Regions from separate parts of the Gossypium hirsutum genome. Here region 1 is linked to region 2. The links are chromatin contacts, called in public Hi-C maps. All regions are on one chromosome and are shown on one strand. Each heading gives the region's core, a stretch centred on a gene start, on an enhancer-like site or on the middle of the called end of the contact. The rest is flanking DNA. Distances are from core to core; before and after follow the strand shown.

Region 1 (5,261 bases), core at 2,075-4,574, 120 kb before region 2:
AAGGGGATATGTTGTATCTTGGGGCATTGACAAAGTGCTTCTGATCTCTTAAACACATGTTGAGTTTGAATTGGTCTTCAAGAAGTTTGTACAGAGAAGCTCGGGTTGCGATAACAAGGGTACCTAGTCTTCATTTTCAGTAAATTGATTATCTTTATCCTTTCTTTTTCAAGATATACATTCCTAAATTAATGGCCATTGTTGTTCTTTTGATAATTTACTTTGAATTCAAGATTAATTTCCATTCTTGTTCATTATTACAATTTGATTGCAAGCATGTTGCATTGACATAATGATGAATGAACTAGTGATGTTCTTACAATAGAAGTTTTGCATATTACTCTAGGAGTTTCTAGATAATGCAAGAATCTGAAGTGAGATAATTGTTTGAAATACGCTCAAGTTCAATGATATATTTGATAAATCGCCTTTTTGAGATCTCTATCCAAATGATAATGGAGCAAACAGGCAGGATATAGTATTGATGATGCAATTTTATTTTTGAGAAAAAGGAAATGACGTTTATACAAAGAGCAGAAATGCACATTTGGCTATAGCACCTGAGAAGTGAGGTAGCAGATTAAACAAAGGGAAATTCAACTATGAGTTATAATGTTTTGTCTTAAAAGGAGTAGTAGAGGGGACGTTGGAATTACAGTGGGGCAAGCTCGCCAGACGAGATAGGTTGTTTCTTTGGGATACTCCTTTAAGATGATGGTTGAGAAAATGCGTCAGTAATAGCATATTAATGAGCAACGAGTGACAATACCCTAAATTGTTAAAATAGAATCATCCTCATTTTTGCATATATTATCCATAACACATTTAGTTAGGAGCATTGGGTCATAGCATCCTAATAATTTGGCATAAGCATGTGCATATAAAATAGAGTCTATAGGATAGGTCCCCAAGAGGGCGGTGTAGCAACGTTGGTAAAGATTGAAGATCTTACTTCCCTGAAGTTGCAGTGGAGTAGATCTTTGCAGATGGTGAATCTTATCTCTATGTAGCAGCAATGGAGCAGATTTTACCACCAAGCTTTATCTCTCTGAGGTAGCAAGAGAGTAGGTTGAAGAATGAGTCTTATCTTCTTGAGGTAGCAAGGAAGCAGACTAGGAATTAAAGATTTTATCTCCCTGAAGTTGCAGTGGAGAAAGTTGAAGTAAGTTGTAGTGGAGCAGATTGAAGATGGTGAATCTTATCTCCATGTATCAGCAATGGAGCAGATTTTACCTCCAGCCTCATCTCTCTAAGGTAGCAAGGGAGCAGGTTGAAGAATGAGTCTTCCTGAGGTAGCAAGGAAACAGGCTGAGAATTGAAAATTTTATCTCCCTGAAGTTACAGCGGAGCAGATCTTCGCAGATGGTGAATCTTATCTTCATATATCGACAATGGAGCAGATTTTACCACCAAGCCTTATCTCTCTGAGGTAGCAAGAGAGCAGGTTGAAGAATGAGTCTTATCTTCCTGAGATAGCAAGGAAGTAAACTAAGAATTGAAGATTTTATCTTCCTGAAGTTGCAGCGGAACAGATCTTCGTAGATGGTGAATCTTATCTCCATGTATCGGCAATGGAACAGATTTTACTTTTAAGCCTTATCTCTCTAAGGTAGTAACAGAGCAGGTTAAAGAATGAGTCCTATCTTCCTGAGGTAGCAAGGAAGTAGACTGAGAATTGAAAATTTTATCTCCCTAAAGTCGTCACAGAGCAGATTTTCACAGATGGTAAATCTTATTTCCATGTATTGGCAATGAAGTAGATTTTACCACCAGCCTCATCTCTCTGAGGTAGCGGGAGAGCAGGTCTTATCTTTTTGAGGTAGCAAGGAAGCAGACTGAGAATTGAAGATTTTATCTCCCTGAGTTTGTAGCGGAGCAGATCTTCGCAGATGGTTGAAGAATTTATCTTATCTTCCTGAAGTAGCAAGGAAGTAGACTGAGAATTAAAGATCTTATCTCCCTGAGATTGCAGCGGAGCAGATCTTCGCAAATGGTGAATTTTATTTCCATGTATCAGGCAATGAAGCAGATTTTACCACCAGCCTCATCTCTCTGAGGTAGCATGAGAGCAGGTTGAAGAATGAATCTTATCTCCCTGAAGTGGCAGTGGAGCAGATTGAAAATGGTGAATTTTATCTCCATGTATCGGCAATGTAGCATCGACAATGTAGCAGATTTAACCTATCAACCTCATCTTCCTAAAGGTGTTTGGAAAAGAGAAGCACCAAAAAGCTAAAAAGCCAAAATTGAACAAGACCAAGCAAAATCGGTTCTTTTGAAGTCTTTGCTCTATTCCCGTTACACGTCAATGAGCAAAGAGGGGCAGCTGTAGTCAACCAATTTTGCCCGGGCCCATTTAATTTATTTAAATAAACCCAAATAAATTGAAATATCTATGATCATGTCCAAATTTTACATCATCAGGCCCAAAATAATAAAAAGTAGCCCAAATACATTATTTAACCCAATTAAAGCCCAATCCTAATAAACCTAAAGTCTAGCCCAAATCCGAAAGAGCCCAGCAGAAAAGGGAATTTCAGCAGCAGCCCCTGGAATATACTAGAAGTGCACCAGAGAGACGATTTCTCACGCACAGCTTTCACGAGGGGCTTTCTCCGTACAGTCGTTGCACCATACCTGCAAAAGAATATACGAGGAGCAGCAACAGAATGTACAGCCAAATGACAGAGGGAAAATGTATTTTTATTTTTCATTTATTCTGTAAATTTGGGCTATAAAAAGCCATTATTTGTACCTTGATTCTGTAGGTACACAATATCTGTATACACGCACAAAGAATAGAGGAAAGCAATTTAAGATTGATAGAGGTGATTTCCTATTTTTCTTTTTTCTTTTCCAGTTTTTTTTCCTTTTATTTTCTTCTTGGTTTGCTCATATTTTTTTTACATAACTGGAGACCGATGAGAGCCCCAAATATTTCTGCTATGCGGATGTGAGGGCGAGAGGTCAAGCAATACCGAAACTCTTCGTATTTTATGAATCTCTTTTTGTTTTTTTTTTTTAAATAGTATGAGACTTGAGTTTCTTTTCAAATAAAGTAAAATAAAATAAAATACTTACCAAACTCCTCAATGGGTGGTCGAGTACCTACAGCAGCAGAATCGGGAATGGTTTCGCGCGCCGCTGGACACCAAATCTGATGGTGATTCGGCCGCATGCAGAAGGAACCGTAGCAAAAATTGCGTTCTGATTTCAAATTAAAAAGATGGGTGTTGTTCTGGAAAAAAAAGGTGCAAATGAAGGCCTAAGGGCACACTTTCAATGCGGCGCCGTTCCAAGGGAATTAAGACCCGCGCGCTGACCCGCTTAATTAGCAGGATCCGCACACCCATTCACAAAATGGGGAAATTGCGCATCAAATCCTTCATGTCGCGCTGGGCTTTCAATTTGCGCTTAATTTGTTTACTTTGTTTTTTTGAATTTGGCCATATAATTGTGCGTCTTTTCACTCTGATCTGTGTTTTAGTGTAGCGTTGTGGGGCGGGGTATTTACAATTTTGGTTCCTACATGTTTGTGCGCATGGCACATTGATCTTATTCTTATTTTATTTCATTTGTAAATTGTTTCTCCTATTTCAATTTTGTTTCAATTAAGTCTTATTTTTTTTTTATTTTATTGCACATACATTTTTTTTACATGCTTAATCATTGGTTGTGATATTTTGGGTCGTTTTGATAGCTGAATTTTGTAATTTTTTTTTGTTTTTGTCCTATTATTTTAATAATTGGTATATTATTTGAAGTAAAATTCATTTTGGTTTGTGTATGCTATTAATTCTATGTTTTTTTTTACATATCTTAATGTTTATATTCTTTTGAGAATTTATTATTTAAGTTGTTATTTAACGTATATTTAATACTTACATGCATCATAGAAGTCATATTGTTTTTATTCATGTAATTTTTAATAGGTTTGAATATAATTATGTTCCTAAAATTTATTACATATAATTTATGATAAAATCAAATCAATCTTATAATTCATTTTTTTATTCAATATTATTTTGAACATACAATTATCTTTAAAATTTCTTCATATGTTCATTACCCATATTAAATTATTATTTTTATAGTACGTGTTATTAATTTTGTATAAGTTATGTAAATATTTTCTATGTATATATCCTTTTTTCTAAAATTATTTATGTGTGTAATATTTTTATTATCGTGTATATTATTATTATTATTATTATTATTATTATTATTATTGTAATAATTATTCGCTATCCATGCTTAAAGAATCTTTGATTACATTATACCTAGAATGATTGTTAGATGTATTAAGCGAGGTTTATTGTGCTTTTTGTATATTATTTCATATTCATTAACTTTTTTTTTACAATGCATTAAGTATTTCATCTATTTTAAAATAAATAAACATGTTTTTTAAGCAAATTTTTAAATTTCTGTTATTCAAAAATTCTGAAATAAGGCAATATCTAATATTTGGGGAATTCGGAAAATCGTGCTCAATCGTATTGGGTATGACTTTTCCGGTGAACCAAATATTTGGATAACCTTTTATAATTTTAATGTATGAGTTTTTTTCAAAATTCAAAAATCGATCACATCTGAAAGGTATAAGGGATCGTATCCAATCGTACTGGGTATGAAACTACATATATTTGAAACGAGAGATTTTTAACCGCTAATTTGAGCTATTCAAACATTTTTTTGGAAAATCTTTTCTTTTAAAAACTTTTGATATAAGGACAGCATCAAATCAATTTGGTACCAGTTTTTGGGCGTAATGAGGGTGCTAACCCTTCCTCATGCGTAACCAACTCCCGAACCCATTTTTCTTTATTTTACCTAAACCAAATTTATTTATTTTTCATTGAATAAAGCGTTTTAGTAGGTGGCCCAATCGCACCTAAATAAAGAGATTGGTGGTGACTCCACATTTTCGTTTCAAAAAGTCGATCCCCATTGCTTTCAAAATAAAAAGGGTTTCGACAGCTTGGCAACTCCACTGGGGACTGAACAAAGAGAGTCAGGCCATAAAATTGATTGTTTGCTATCCTTTTAATTGAAAATTTGTTTTGAAAAATTATGATTCTTTTAATTGCATTTGCTTGTGTGATGGTTGTGTTTCGAGTCTTGTCTAATAAATATGGCATTACAGTGCATGACTGTTGTGGTTATACATATTAAGTGGGAGTAAGAAACTATGATTTCGTGAGGTTTTCACCTTCGTATGGGCTAGTGGATTACTTTCGGGATACATCTGTACCTATGAT
Region 2 (4,844 bases), core at 429-2,928:
TACTTGGCAAAGAAAAAGTAATGATCAAGTGACCATATTTTTATTTTTTTATACAACCCAATTAATTTTTTATTTTTTTATACACTTAAAACCCAACTAGAGACAAAGTCAATTGAGGATATGTTACTAAATTCACTAAACAAAGATTAGTCTAATTATGCAATTGATAGCAATCCAAGAATTTTATTATAACCTCAAAGCAACATTCAGCAGGAAGCTTCCTTTCTGTTTGATCTTAGACTGAAATAGTAATTATGGAAAAAATCATTGGACCATAGATTATAAACAAATTAATTCGTCATTTACTTTTTATAAAATATTCGAAACTTCCTTAAGAAAATAAAAATTCTCGTACACATTATTTTATCTCTTATTAATAGGAAGTTTGGATTATCGAGAGTTAATTAAATAGCATATGTTTGTTTTATCTCTCTTTAACTTTTAAATAGAAAAATAAGCGCATTTTAATGTACTTGAAATTACGTTCTCCTACATTGATAATAAAATACTATTATATTTGTATAATATAAAATTTCACGTATAAATTCAAAAAGTCTAGAATTTAAATATTAATATATCATCTTTAGAAATTTCTACTATTTACAAATAACTATCTATTTAGAGAAAAAAATCAAAATGCTAAACCATTTTTACACTTTAAAGTTTACAAATGAAGATTCTAAAAAACAAACCAAAGATCATGGCAAAAATAAATGACTATAACTAGAAATAGATTAATATAAAATATATATTGTAAATTTTTTTGGTGAATAATATATATTGTATTTAATGCAATATTCATTCACCAAGGTGTAGCAGCTTGATCACAAGTAGTGAGAAGCTGTTCCAAGAAATCAGGCCCTAAATCCTCAAACACCACCGCATTGTTTATCCTCACACCGCCGCTTTCTCTTTCCTTCTTGTTTCTGCTCACCATTTTCCTCCTCATCGAGTGTTTCCTCTTTAAAGCCACCACTGGCGAACCTCCGTCCTCCTGATTGCACTTCATTTCCCTCAGCGATTCCCGCACTTTTTCGACCGGGAAATTCAGGATAGCGGCGGAGCCTCTCATCGCGAAAGCGGCTTGATCGTAGGCCAGAGCTGCCGCTTCCGCGCTGTCGAATGTTCCGAGCCATACCCTTACCCCATTCCTCGTTGAATCCCTTATCTCCGCCGCGAACTTTCCCCATGGCCGCCGTCTTACCCCTCGGTAAGCCTTTTCTTTCGTCGGGCTTTCGATGTCCATCGAGGTAACCTCTTCTTCTTTCACTTGATTCGGGTATGTTAGCTCTGATGATTTTTCCTGTTTAGCCTCTGCTAATAGACCATACAAAAGCATTTCCTCTGAGTCGTTTTCGTTGAAGGGAAGCGAGTTGTGATCTAAAGGGAGAAATTCCGGTGACCCGAACGAAGATTCCGATGAGCAGTTCGAATTCGGTGAGTGAAAATGGAAAGATTCCATTGGATTTTTTTAAGGATTTATAAGACTTCCCCTGTAAATCCTCTGTTTTTCACTCTGTTTTTTTTTGTAATGAAACTATGAAAGTGGAGAGCAAAAAACACTCGAGGCTGAGGCTCCTCTTTTAAAGGGAAGGATAAAGGGGGATTTAAATGTAAATAGAAATTTTTTTGTCAAGTGGCAAAAAGATGACATGGCATATATTGTTTGCTGGTTATGTTTTTGGGTCCCACAAGGAATGTTTAATTGAACACGCGGGTCAATTCGGGAGTGACGGCCAAGTCAGAATAAGTGACGTGGACAAATGACGTCACTCCCTGTTTGGTTACAAAGCTAGGGTGGGGAATATGTCCACTTGTCATCCCACGTGGATGACAGAGACAAATCAGATTGGTAGTTGGGAACATAGACCTTTCCTAGGGACGATTTATTTATTCGAAAGCTCCACTCAATTACGGAAGATTTGAATAAAAATAATAAACTCGAAAAAAGGAAAAAAAGTTGAATAAAATAAAGGTAAGTTATGTTTAATATTATTAAGGTGGATTTGGATAAAAAGTGGGGTGTAGTGCGTTTAGCATATTTTTTATCTTATATTATAATATCGTTACAATATCTAATTTTACTGCCATCGATATGTTTACACTAATCGCGATAAAAGAATTGTCCATCTAAACCCATCCTAAGTTATTAATTGTCTATATTTTCATCACTTAATTTAAAAAGTTTAAAAAATGTCTTTAAATTATTTTAAAAATTTTCATTTAAATCATTAAATTATTCAAAAAATTATTTAAGTCATTAGGTTATTAAACCTTTTTTTTTTAAAAAGTGCTGTCAGGGGGCTCCAAGTGACAATTTGACGATTAATACAGTGGATTAACACCTATTGACAAGTAAAAGAACATATCTTAGATCTGGCAATCGTTATTGTCGAAAATTGGAGAAGAAAGCTATTTAGATTTTTATTCGTAGATTCATGACGTTAAAAGTTGTTCTATGAAAAAAATTATAGAAGAGTAGAGAAATGAGAAATTTTAATTGGTGCTAGTAGTGCAAATAAAAAAGGCCACACAACAACAATTTTAATAGCCCAATGACTTAATTCAATGACATTTTGTAACTTTTTAAAGTTGAGTGACTAAATATAAACTTATTAATAGTTTAATAACTTGAGATGTAATTTATCTATAAAAGATTAAGTCCTTTTAAAATATGATTCAAGCTCATTACCCAATACTAAAAGTTAAAATCTAGCCTTGCTTGGCTTTTACCAAAGTTACGATTTTATTTTAAATTTTATATAATTTATATATCATACGAAAATTAAATATAATATAAAATAATGTAAATATTAAAAAATATTTTAAATTTTTTATGTTTAGAGATTAAGTAAATATATACAATAGTAGTAAACGATAAATACTATATATTAAATAAAAATAATTATATTAAAATTTTAAAAATATAGATGTGTTCAAATCGATTTAAGTTAACTATTTACAGAATATAGATAAGACTTTGATAAAATTTTAGATTTATATTTTGAGTAAATTAAGAAATTATATACTATATTGATATATTTGATTGAATTCGATCCATAAACACTTCTACTTAGACAATGTGCGTATTTATATTACTCCTATCTTTATCTATTGTAATATTTGTATTTAAAATATTTTTTACACTTATGAAATTTCATTTAATAAACTTAGATTTCATTAGAAAACTCAATTAAGATTGAATCATAAAATAACATTGGAGTATAAAATGGCCGTGATTGAAATTTCAAATGAAACCTTAATCGTTTGCATAAATGAAAAAGAAAAAAAAGGGGGGAGGGGGGGAGAGATGCGATGTTGAAATTACATAGATAAGCTTTGAGGGTGCATTCTATTTATCGAATGTTCAATGAATTGGGACAAACATCCAAAGAATAGTGGCTCCATGATTTGACATAACAAATGACAATGAACACCACTCTTAATTTGGAACGAAACTTTCCTCTATAATCCATGGAAAATGGGAAACCAAAAGTGCGTCTCAGGCAAGCTAGTTAATTTTTTTGGTGAATCAAACAACACTATAAAAAATTATTTAGAGATATATCTAATCCCCTGTGGAGGGGTTTTAAAAAAATTGAGTACAATCATTATTGCTAACAGATATTTTAGTTAGATTACAGCCTCTTTATTATAATATCTGAAAACGTGTAGAATTTAACATTTTTGTAGTACTCTCTTGAAAAACTTGTATTGCTTTTTGACTGTCTGATAAGATAAATACTTTATCCAATCCCTTACAGCAATCGTCAAGCCTTCTAAAATGCCTCACAATTCAACATCTAAAACTGAACAAATGCCCACAAACTGGTTATAACCAAGAATCCATCCACTGTATCGTCATGAAGAATTCCCCCAATCATAGCAAAACCGGAACCTCTTTTACAGCTCCGTCAGAGTTTAGTTAAATCCAATTCCCGAACTTGGGCGAAACTAATACTGGAACTTGCCAATTGGAAACAATTGGAAACATTTACTTTACAGAGGTATATTGTTTAGCCCAACTTTATGAGACTTTAATCAAATCCTTAGTACTCCACGTTATTCTTTGGAAAATAAATAAGTTCTGGTTTTTCCAAATACACTAAGTTACCATACCAAAGAAATCTTGGCAATCAACCCCATCGAGTTGCAACCTAAGATAATTATGAAGATTAGCTATAATCCAATCACAAAAATCACTTGAAAAAAAGGGAATTATGTTTGACTGCGGGTACAATCCGGTTCCATGTATTGAAACACTTTTTGTTCCAATCATGCAAGCAAGTTAATTTTGTTTCCTTCTTTCGAAATAGTTAAAGATTGTGTGACTTGAATATGGTCACTTGTTGAAGAAATAAATATAGTGGCAAAGTAAGTGGATTTGTGAGGGTGAAGGGCTAACGCTGTTAACTAACTGAAAGAGATAACAGCAATATGAAGATAATAAGGAAAGGGAAAACTAAGATGATGAGTGCACTGATTCATAATCCAAGAGCCTATTTATATAGGCTTTTACATAACAGAAAAACTAAAAATAGGCACTAACAAATAGAGAAAAAATCTAAACAAAATAAATCCATAATTTTCAACCACTAAATCGTTGATGTGCATCAACCATTTGCCTAGAAATAAGGAAAATAATCTGATTTTATTAACAACCAGATTTTATTAACAATCCCTCCTTTAAATTGAAAAAATCCTTAGACTTCAGTTTACTAGTGTCATTCTTCAAACATGATCTTCCAAAGTGCTATCTCCCATGAACCTCCTCAAATTTTGGAAGGAAAACAATTTGAGAGGTTTGGTAAATATGTCAGCTAGTTAATCTTCGCTCTTGCAGT

What was found. A called contact is a pair of places that touch in the nucleus more often than the background predicts.
Region 1: a Hi-C map of leaf shows a contact between it and region 2, with 2.3 times the contacts expected there. The contact joins the enhancer-like site here to the promoter of LOC107942596 in region 2. A contact is called at or near these places in 5 of 34 Hi-C or Micro-C datasets (callus and leaf).

The regions. Positions count from the first base shown.
Region 1 is chrA02:5,116,039-5,121,299 of Gossypium_hirsutum_v2.1, reverse strand. No RefSeq gene overlaps it. Among protein-coding and RNA genes, the nearest start is that of LOC107940538, 14 kb to the right of the region's middle. Within about 2 kb of position 3,324, at least 1 of the 9 cell types and tissues checked has an H3K27ac peak or open chromatin away from gene starts, as enhancers often do. A contact at or near this core is called in leaf, where this site is marked.
Region 2 is chrA02:4,993,328-4,998,171 of Gossypium_hirsutum_v2.1, reverse strand. It overlaps LOC107942596 (ethylene-response factor C3), which reads right to left and starts at 1,678. Exons shown (of 1, transcript XM_016876293.2): 1 at 557-1,678. The coding sequence starts at 1,462. The coding sequence ends at 803.